Linked DNA regions of Zea mays: regions 1 and 3 are each linked to region 2. A link is a contact called in public Hi-C data. All regions are on one chromosome and are shown on one strand. The core of a region is the stretch at or near the end of the contact, and the rest is flanking DNA. Distances in the headings are between cores, read along the strand shown. Region 1 holds the start of LOC109939959 (protein ROS1A). Region 2 holds the start of LOC100382817. Region 3 holds the start of LOC100216804 (RNA-binding protein-like protein).

What was found. A called contact is a pair of places that touch in the nucleus more often than the background predicts.
Region 1: a Hi-C map of leaf shows a contact between it and region 2, with 2.3 times the contacts expected there. The contact joins the promoter of LOC109939959 here to the promoter of LOC100382817 in region 2. A contact is called at or near these places in 2 of 25 Hi-C or Micro-C datasets (leaf and tassel).
Region 3: a contact with region 2 is called in a Hi-C map of leaf, with 6 times the contacts expected there. The contact joins the promoter of LOC100216804 here to the promoter of LOC100382817 in region 2. A contact is called at or near these places in 3 of 25 Hi-C or Micro-C datasets (ear, leaf and tassel) and 1 of 3 datasets of contacts at active chromatin or transcription factors (leaf).

The regions. Positions count from the first base shown.
Region 1 is chr5:165,164,736-165,167,970 of Zm-B73-REFERENCE-NAM-5.0, forward strand. LOC109939959 (protein ROS1A) reads right to left here and starts at 1,691. Exons shown (of 18, transcript XM_020538530.3): 1 at 1,479-1,691.
Region 2 is chr5:165,471,171-165,474,368 of Zm-B73-REFERENCE-NAM-5.0, forward strand. It overlaps LOC100382817, which reads left to right and starts at 1,564. Exons shown (of 17, transcript NM_001361683.1): 1 at 1,564-1,701; 2 at 2,000-2,995. The coding sequence starts at 1,680.
Region 3 is chr5:165,895,410-165,898,523 of Zm-B73-REFERENCE-NAM-5.0, forward strand. LOC100216804 (RNA-binding protein-like protein) reads left to right here and starts at 1,259. Exons shown (of 9, transcript NM_001143203.2): 1 at 1,259-1,518; 2 at 1,608-1,754; 3 at 1,848-2,187; 4 at 2,266-2,489; 5 at 2,978-3,114. The coding sequence starts at 1,462.

The sequences.
Region 1 (3,235 bases), core at 441-2,940, 310 kb before region 2:
GCTATCACCTAGGAACGGGTCCAGACATCCCCCTATATATATGAAGGGGTAGGACCGATTGAGAACCCCCGAACACATTCCAATCGAACCTATCTACTTTATTTACCTTTCCTGCCCTAGGAGTAGATGTAACGTAGCTTTAGTTGTAGACTTCCGCATATCCACCTCCAACCTATTCGACTCTACGTTGTCTAGATCCGTCCTGGGGTGGCCTGCCGACCCCAAGATGACCCTAGGATCTTACCCCTCCTGAGGGGCAACATCTACTTCATCTACTTCACTCAAGACCTCTTCCTCAAATTGATCTCTTAATTCCAAGACGACTTTACGTCGTCTGGGGACGCCCGGGTGACCTACTGACCCAGAGCACCCTAAGGTCTCTCCTCCAGGGGGCGGGATCTAGGTTCTACGAGGAGAAGAAGATGACCCTGCGCCATCACGGACCGTCCGGACAGTGCGCATTGAATAAGCCACTTCTGTCGCCAGGTCGCGGACCGCCCGACCCAGAGCCACGGACCGTCCGCGTCGCCACAGCGAGCACCGCCAGGCGACCCGGCGACTAGTCATGGACCGCCGCCACCGTTCACCTCGCGGGGCCGAACTCAAGGTATTGCTCATCACGAGAAGGTCCTAGGGTTCATTGTTGTTTCGTCCCAAATAAGTGGTGGTGACTCAGTGCTCTAAAGATCTTCAACTTTATTCAACCCTACATCATCTAAAGGTGTCAAGTACTGCCAGACGGTTCATTATAGTGTTTGGTGACCAAATCAGCGCCAACATTTTCTATTTTTATAACTCCCGACTATGAGAAGGAGACCACAAATGATGTCAAACAACATGCATATCATAGTATAGTACAATGACACATAAGCAATAGCAGCAAACTCAGCATTTTATCACCAATGCAAACTAAGGAACTCAATCTAGCTCCCACAGTTTTTCCGGACATGTGCACCTTGGCCCACAATTCTCTCTTTTTTTAGAAGTGGCCCGCAGATTTTGATTCTCCAATGAGGCAACGACTAAGAATGCCTCGATACTCCAAATCGAAACTATATTGACATTGGGACACTCTTTCACGCAATTATTAGAAGAGTAATTCATCAGAAAAATGTCTAGGCAGCAGCACGGCGGAGCAGCATTCTATAGGAAATCCAAGAGCCTTCGCCCCATCTCTAAACCCGTTGCCTCCTCTGTTATCTCGCCTCTAAACCATTCCTACTGCGGAACTTTGGGAAGCCGAACCCAAAATAGAAATTGAGGCGGACAAAAACGCGATTCGCCCACCCAGAACACCTCCCGAACGAACCAAAACCTGTTCAGCGACCCAGAGAGGGAAAAAAAGGAAAACAGAGTGAGCTCCTCTCTCCTCCACAGGCGAAATTACCCGCGAGGCTCCCCGCAACACGACCCACATTTCGGCACGCAGGAGAGCGGAAGGCGAACGCAGACCAACCACATACCCTCCAGAAGCTCACCTCGACGGCGGAGCAGATCGGGCGCGCCCGCCGAGTCCCGTGGTCCACCCGATCTTCGGAGAAGCAGATTCAGCGGACAGCCCCAGACCAGGCCTCCCCCTCCTCCCTCTGGGCTCCGCGGACGGAGGAACTGCCGGGGGCCGCCGCCTGCCTCTCCCTCCTCTTCCGCCCGCCGGAGCCGCGCCTAGGAGCGAAGGAAAGCGAGAGGGAAACCAAAACTAGACCAGCAGAAGGGAGAGAGAGAGGGACGGGGGGGGGAGGTGGTTGGGTCGCTGCGACTCTGGGTGAGAGGAACCACAGTCTATCTAGAGAGAGAAAGGAGAGGGGGCACAGAGAGAGTGGGTACTAGTAGCGGTACGAGCTGTACAGGAATGAACCTCTCACTGCCTGGTGGACCCTCCACTCGTGCAGTCGTAGGGATCTCCCTGGCGCGCGTTGCGCGTTCGATGCATTTCACCGCCAGGGCGAGGCCACGGCCAGCCGGCAAGCCCGGCACGTGTTTTTCAGCTCGCACCGAGGTTGGGGCCACTGGCGGGCCGAAGCTCGGGACTGGCGGTGGCGGGCACGCAGTACGCCACCACCTGTCGCCTCGCGCGTGCCTATTCGCCTGGCCGATTCGTCCCCGCGGGCCGCGGCCGTTGAAGGCCTTCCGCTTCTGCGCCCGCCTCGCGGGTGGCATGAAGTGATGGCGCGCCTCGCGGATCGGACGGCTGGCAGGGCAGGGTCGATTGTTGGACCCGAATTCGGTGGGCGGCAGCGAATCTTGGGCAGGGGTTCGGTAGGGTCCGCGGGGGTTTTACGGTACTGCGGCCAGCAGCTGCACAGGTCGATACGAATCTCCCGCTTTTATAAACTCGTAGGACCCATGTTTGTCCCTACGCTTCCATTCTGTGGTGAATGTCTCGATACTTAAATCCAATCTATATTGACAAACACTGCGGCCAGCAGCTGCACAGGTCGATGCAGGGGCGGATTTACGACCGGGGCTGCCTGGGCTGCAGCCCCGGTCGCGGCCCAATAACGAGAGACCCAGCTTTTCAGCCGCCAGCCCAGCGCAGCAGCTTCCTCAGCCATCAGCCCCACATCTTCGCTACCCTAACCAGCCGTCCAGCCGCCGCCGCGTCGAGGAGAGCCAGAGCCGTAGCAGCAGGCACGCACGGGCGCACACGGCCACCGTCTACCGGCCACTGCCCACCGCGGCACGCTGCATGCCGGCACCGTGCGTGCGCGTCTGCGCCACCGCCCAGGCGCCCACGGCTGACGGCTCCACGCGTCCACGCCCCGACCCGACGCCCGGAGCACCGCCGCCGGCCGCCGCACGCCCACTGCCCGCTGGCCCACTGCCGCACCTCGCCTAGTCGCCTGGAGCCGCCGCCCGCCGAGACCGAGCCGGACAGCCGCCGAGTGTCCGACAGCCCGAGCAGGCGAGCAGCCGTGCGTGAGCGGTGAGCCCTTCTGCCCGAGTTTGATTTGATGTTCCAGCCGTGCGCTCCCTCCTGGGCTCCTGGCCTCCTTCACATTATTGGAGCTAGAGGAGCGGCCGACATCCCATCGCTCGGTGCCCCGAATCCAATCGCCTGGTCAAGTCTGTTGCTGCCGGAGGTAGATGGACGCCTTATCGTGCTTTGATTTGAAGTCTGTTACTGCGGCAGGGGCAGATCTCTTAAGAGGCGAAGACCGAAGTCCGAAGGTGAATTGCTTTGATTTGATTATTTATTTGCTTAATTGTTTTGATTTAAAGTTTTGATTTGATTATT
Region 2 (3,198 bases), core at 314-2,813:
GTTGGTAATATTGCCCGAAAAGAAACACATTCTCTCTCTCTATTTCTTTGTGTTCATGGTTCGTTGCTGTCTTTTATTTCCTTTCATTGAAAAAAGTAAATCAAAATAGTTCTGCGGAAGATGTAGAGGAGGAACTTCAAACCAACATAAGATCAAAATTTGATGAATTCAGATTACCCACGACAGAGGTTGCTCAGTCACCATAGTACACAGTCCACGACAGAGCAATCGAACGTCACCTAGGGATCGACGACACGTTAGGACGCGTCAGTGGTCAGCGCAGGGGCGGGGGTTGTAGATCGATGGTTTAAGTCAGCACGGCGCGGTGGCGGAGCGGGTCCTGCTCCTGCGAGTGGTGGAGCTGGCACAACGTGAGGAGGAGGTCGTGCAGGAGGCGACCGGCCCACGGCGCTAGTACCTCGCCATAGCGGCGGCAGAGCAAGTCCTGCGCCAGCAGGATCGCCTCGCGGACGCACCCTGCGCGCCGACGAGAAGGAAGAGGTCATGCAAGAGATGACTGGCCCATGACGATGGCGGAGCGGGTCCCACGCCTATGGGTGGTGGAGCTGGCGTAGCGCGAGGAGCCTGTCATGCAGGAGGCGACCGGCCCATGGCGTCTACACCTCGCCATGGCGGCGGTGGAGCAGGTCCCGCGCCTGCAAGTATAGGTAGAGGCGGATCCAAAAAGGTAAAGTGGGTCATACCCTGCTTAATTTTATACACCCTTTTATGCCTAATGGTTATTTAGTGTTAAGTGTAGAAAAAATTAAAGTTTCGTTTAGTATAAAGTCCGGTTCCAAACCTATAAAACTAATAGCTAGTGGCTAACATTAGCCAAGAGGTTTAGATGCCCAACCCAGCTAGAACCAGTTAACAATTAGCTCTAAAGGTGTAGAACATGGCCTAAAACAACCCTGTCATGATCCTCCTCATCGAATCCTTCCGGATCAGTCTGACCCTAATATTTTGGATACCATATAAACGAGTTTGCTCGCAGCCCCGTTTTTGCCACCGATCCATTTCTGATGCAACGTCGTCTGACTCTACGTCTTCTTGACGCCTCCGTCTCTTGCCCTGTTTTTACCATGACACTGATCCACTCCATAAGTTAGATCTAGCTTGTCGCAACAATATAATCTATCTTCGATGATTGATTAAATCAGGAAGCCATGACATTTATGTGATTTTCGTAAATTTTCGTCCAACGTCCGCCGATGTTACAGCAGATCGCGAAAGACTGGTATGTTATTGGCGGCGCGAGACAGGGGAGCATCATTATCCAGAGCTGCGAGCGGGCGCTCTCCACGCGGGTTCGGACGTTCGGTGCATTTGGCGCTTGGGATGCGGGCATGCGGCCGGTTCACGCGATGCGGGGGGCGGCAGCGCCGGGCCTGGCAGGCGCGGGGGGAGGGCGGCGCGAGGAGCGGATCCAGTGAGACCGTGAGAGAAGGCGCGGACGGGGAGGACGTTAACGACGCACGAAACGGTTTCCTGTAGAAAAGTAATCCTTTATAATGGCAGAAGAGAAAGGACGGAGCAAAACAGACCCCTTCTTTACTCTAACCATATCTGCCGCAAACCGCAACACACAATCCAGAGCGAGGTCGTGGCGTGGACTCCAAATCCTTCCTCTTCAGGACTCAACAGCGGAGTTCGCTCCGACCACGGGCCCTGCTGCCATGGCGGCGGCGGCAGATCTTGGTGAGTCCGGGCCACCGCGGTGGGCATAGCCGATAGGCTCGTTGCTCGTTCTTCCTTCGCATGCGTTGGTTTCTATGCTTATGCACTTGTAGGCTCACCTGGATTTCTCGTTTTGGCATTATTGTACTGCAATGCATCTACAAAAGTCTTATAGATATGCATTCATAGTCAAAGCAATCTATCTAAAAAAAATCTTACAATTTGAGTATTTGCCAGTTAATGTGCGGTGTCCGTGGTAGCGGGGAGCCTCCTTAAATCTGGTGCATCCATAATGATTTCTTTTCCTTGTCTGGATCAGAGCCTCAGTTGGGGATATCGCCGGCGACACCCGACATTGTCCGCAAGCTAGCTCGACCGTCCGGGACAACCACCGCAGTTGGCTATTGCTGCACTGCTCTGTACACCAGCACGGCTGCTGGCCCCGGAAAGGTGGACGGCGATGGCCTTGCCTCGGTGCCGTTGCATGCCCATGAACATTCTCAGTCCGCCGCACTGGATAATTTGGTCCAAGTGGACTGTGATCCCGTGGGCACTCAGGAGTCCAGCACCTTGCCTGCACTGGTGGGCGAGTCCTCTGGCAAGGTTGCACAGCAAGAGCAGCAGCACAAGGAAGGTGTTGATAGTGCCAGAGATGCAGGTGCTGCTTCTCCTGCCCCTACTTCTACTCCGGAGAACATGGAGCCCACACCTCGGAGGAGGGGGAAGAAGTCGACCAAGGGGGTTCAACGTCTCAAAGTGGCCAAAGATAAAGTGATGAAGCTCAAGGTGACCACGCCTAGTACAGTAAAAAAGAAGAAAATGACAGAGGATGATATTCAACATATTGGTGCCCACAGGTCTAATAGTGCAAGACGCAAGTTAGATTTGGATTTACATTCATCAGAAAGTAAAACATGTTTCAGCAGAGCCGAGCTGATGATTAATTTGAAGTGCATTGGCAAGAGTTATGGTTTAATCAGTGAACTGACTACACATAAGAGGAGCAAGAGAGGGAAAAAAAGGAAAATGATGGTAGGAAACAAGGAAAGTGGTCAGCTAGCACTTTTGCCTTACAACTGGACTACAACGGTTGCGGTATCACGCCCTCTAACTCATGTAAAGAAATTGCGGGCTAAGGTTTTGGGCCTTACTGATGAAACAATGCGGGTTTGTGCTGTTTTGGCAAATTGGAATGGGAGCGACAATGAAAGTTTTGAAGGTTTTGATATTGGCAATGGACCCGAATGGGATACAACAAGACAAATGTTTGAACAATTTGTGGATATATTCATTAATGCTATGTTTGATCTAATTGGTAATCATTCTATCCCTTTTTATGTTTTCGTTTGTCAAAGTGCAAAATGCAAGAAATATGACCACATTATCGTTAATAAAAAGTGTCAGCATAGAAGAAAAATGCCTTTTGTCTAACTTAAAAAAAGCTTAGGAAATGTTGCACTGTCGCAGGTAACTCCATAAGCTTAGTTTTTCTCCATTTTTGTCAGAAAGCTAGAATGA
Region 3 (3,114 bases), core at 9-2,508, 420 kb after region 2:
CGGTAGTGGATGAGATCTTCTCTGGGTGGGAGGTAGGGGAGGTTTTGGGGCGGGGCGGCGAGAATTCCGGGGGCGCGGCGGCGAGATTTCTGAGGCCGGGGACAACTCATGGGGCGGGGATGGTGGAGGCCGGGGCCTGGAGCACGGTGGGGATGGAAGGGGTGCGGGAGGAGTATGGAAGGGGCGGGGGAGGCGGCGCAACGCACGACCTTCCATCGGAGCGAGGCGGAAGGGCGCAGACTCGCGGCAGAACCGTGCACCACGTAGTGGTGCGGACGTCTACAATAGCCTCTTAAGGAATAATAGAGATTATTAGTAGGGACTATTTGGATCTATCTACTAAATCTTTGTTTGGATCTTTAACGACTAATTGTGCGCTTGCTAATAGATCATAGCTAATATTAGTATGACCAAACTAGTAAGATAGTTATTAGTTAGGTATTGGCTAGCAATTAGTTGAACTCATTTACTCTAAAGGAGCTAATTATTTAGCCACAAATTATTAGCTTCATAGATCTCCTCATATGTTGCTAATAAGTTAGCTACCTCTGGTTTAGCTAATAATTAGTCTATTTACAGATTTGTTTAAATCCACTAATATTGTTTTTGGCTACTAGGTCGATCTAAACATGCCAACAACGCATATTGCTCAACAACATTTTATTAGAGCATCTTCAACAGCGTGACCTATAAAAATGTCCTATAATTTGAAAATAAGTATATTTTATAGAATTTAGGGCACCAACAAAACACCTCGCTCCAACAGTAAAGCTCTAAATCTAGATTATAGGGCAGCCCACTACGGTGTAGTATATTTGAGTCACTTGAGAGGGTGCCCTATAGTTTTTTGACAAAAAATTATGAAATAGGACATTGTTGGAGTAGTTTTTCCTGTGTAGAGTCCCATATTTCAATTTAAAGCACTAGTTTGAGGCATTGTTGGAGATGCTCTTATCATGTAAATCTTCGTTGTTAACGCTCGCCGTGTACATCGTTGGTGACCTTTTTTTGGGTGAATTAGGCGTCCAGCTACTGCTAGCGTGGTATTTAAGTTTCTTTCACACCTGGACTTGTTAGTTTTGATGTTAATCTATATGGATTAGATAAGATTGAATCGTGTTAATCCATGTAGATTAGATAAGATTGAATCGTGTTAATCTATGTAGATTAGATAAAATTGAAGCATGTCAACTATTTAAATCTGACTAAATTTCCTCCCATCCACGGAATAAACAGAAAAGACCTCAGGTTCCCAGACGAGAGACCATCAGATCACGGCTCCAGATCCGCCGTACGCATAAGCCCCAGCTGCCCTACCTGCGCACTCGCCTCCGCCTCCATCTCCTTCGCCACCAGACCTCAAGCGCGCCACACGCCGCCGCACGGGAGCCGCGCGCCGCACCCGCCGCCGCTTCTCCTCAAAACCAGAGGTCTCCCCACGTCCCCCGATCCAGCGTCTCCATGGCCGCGCCGCAGCCTGTCGCCCCCGCCTCCGAGGCGCCGCCGTCTGCGCAAATGGTAAGCAGCATCGCCGTTCTCTGGCCGAGATTTCAGCGGGATTCTTGCCGTGTTCCGGAAGCTGATCTAGTGTCTCTGTGCGAGCGCAGGTGGGCAACGCGTTCGTGCAGCAGTACTACCTCGTGCTGCACCAGTCGCCGGATCTGGTGTACCGCTTCTACCAGGAGGCCAGCCGCCTCGCTCGCCCCGCATCCGCCGCCGGAGCCGCCGGCATGGACTCGGTCACCACCATGGAGGTGAGCCACCGCTCCCGCGCACCCAGATCTTGCGCTTTAGTTTTATTTCGATCGCGATGCTGAGAAGTTTTGGGGCCTGCTGCGCCTACGCAGGCGATCAGCGAGAAGATAATGGAGATGGACGTGTCCAAAGCGGAGATCAGGACGGTGGACTCGCAGGAGTCTTTAGGCGGCGGCGTCGCTGTGCTCGTCACAGGTCACCTCACCGGCCGTGATGGAGTGCGCCGCGAGTTCTCGCAATCCTTCTTCCTCGCGCCGCAGGAGATGGGCTACTTCGTGCTCAACGACATCTTCCGCTTCGTCGGGGACATCCCTGCCTCTACCGCCGTTGAGGCGCAGCCAGAGGCGGTTGCTGTAGTCCCGCCTGTGGCTGCTCCACTTGCCAACGGCACAGCTACTCCTGCTGTGGAGCCTGCCACTCCTGATGATCATGGTGTGAAAGCAGAGCCTTCAGTTCAGTCGTGTTTTTCATGAGACGGATGGTAACAACACTATTCTTTCACTGTTTTAGGTGCCGTGCCACAGCAGGAACATCATGTTGTGGACCGATCACTGCCTCAACCTGAAGAGGACGAGGCTGAGGTTTACAATCCGCCGCAAGAGGAAGTAGTGGATGAGGAACAGCCTGTTGCTGAAGTGATAAATGAAGTTCCAAACAATGTGGCACCTGTGGTGGCAACTACAGTTGCCTCAGTGTTGCAGGAGGAGGCACCAAAGAAGTCATACGCCTCAATTGTAGGTTTAGAGCAAATTCTTCATGTTTTGCACTCATTTGCTGCTTATGCATTTAGCCTGTTCATGGATGATACAATTTTAGTCATCTTGTTTATAACTTTATCCTATACGACCTGCAAATTTTCTTTGCATGTCCACGGTTCAAAGATAAATGCTGGTTAATTCCAAAATCTGTTGGTACATATGAACTCCGCTAATCTGGAAGCATTATCCTGGACTCTGATCACTCTGGGAGAGAATTGATGTGATGTTCATGAGCGTGATGTATGCCTTTACTAACATGTAATTTCAAAGAGGATGGCAAGGAACTGTAGTGCAAAAATTGTTATGCTTGTGGATATGGTATTTCTTTGCTTTGAACTAACTGAATAGCCTGTTGCCTGTTTGGTAGAAGGCGATTTATTTCTACAACTGTGGAACATTAAGGTTTTTTTCCACTTTTTCTGCATTATTTATTAACAAAGTATTACAATTTCTCATTGTTGTAGGTCAAAATCATGAAAGAAGTTCCATTGCCTGCTCCTGCGCCTCCTACTAGGCCTTCACCACCCAAACTAGAGAAGCAGTCTCCTCCTCCTGCTACTCCTGTCACAGATGTACCGCCTTTCAGTTCTAACCCCGAGAA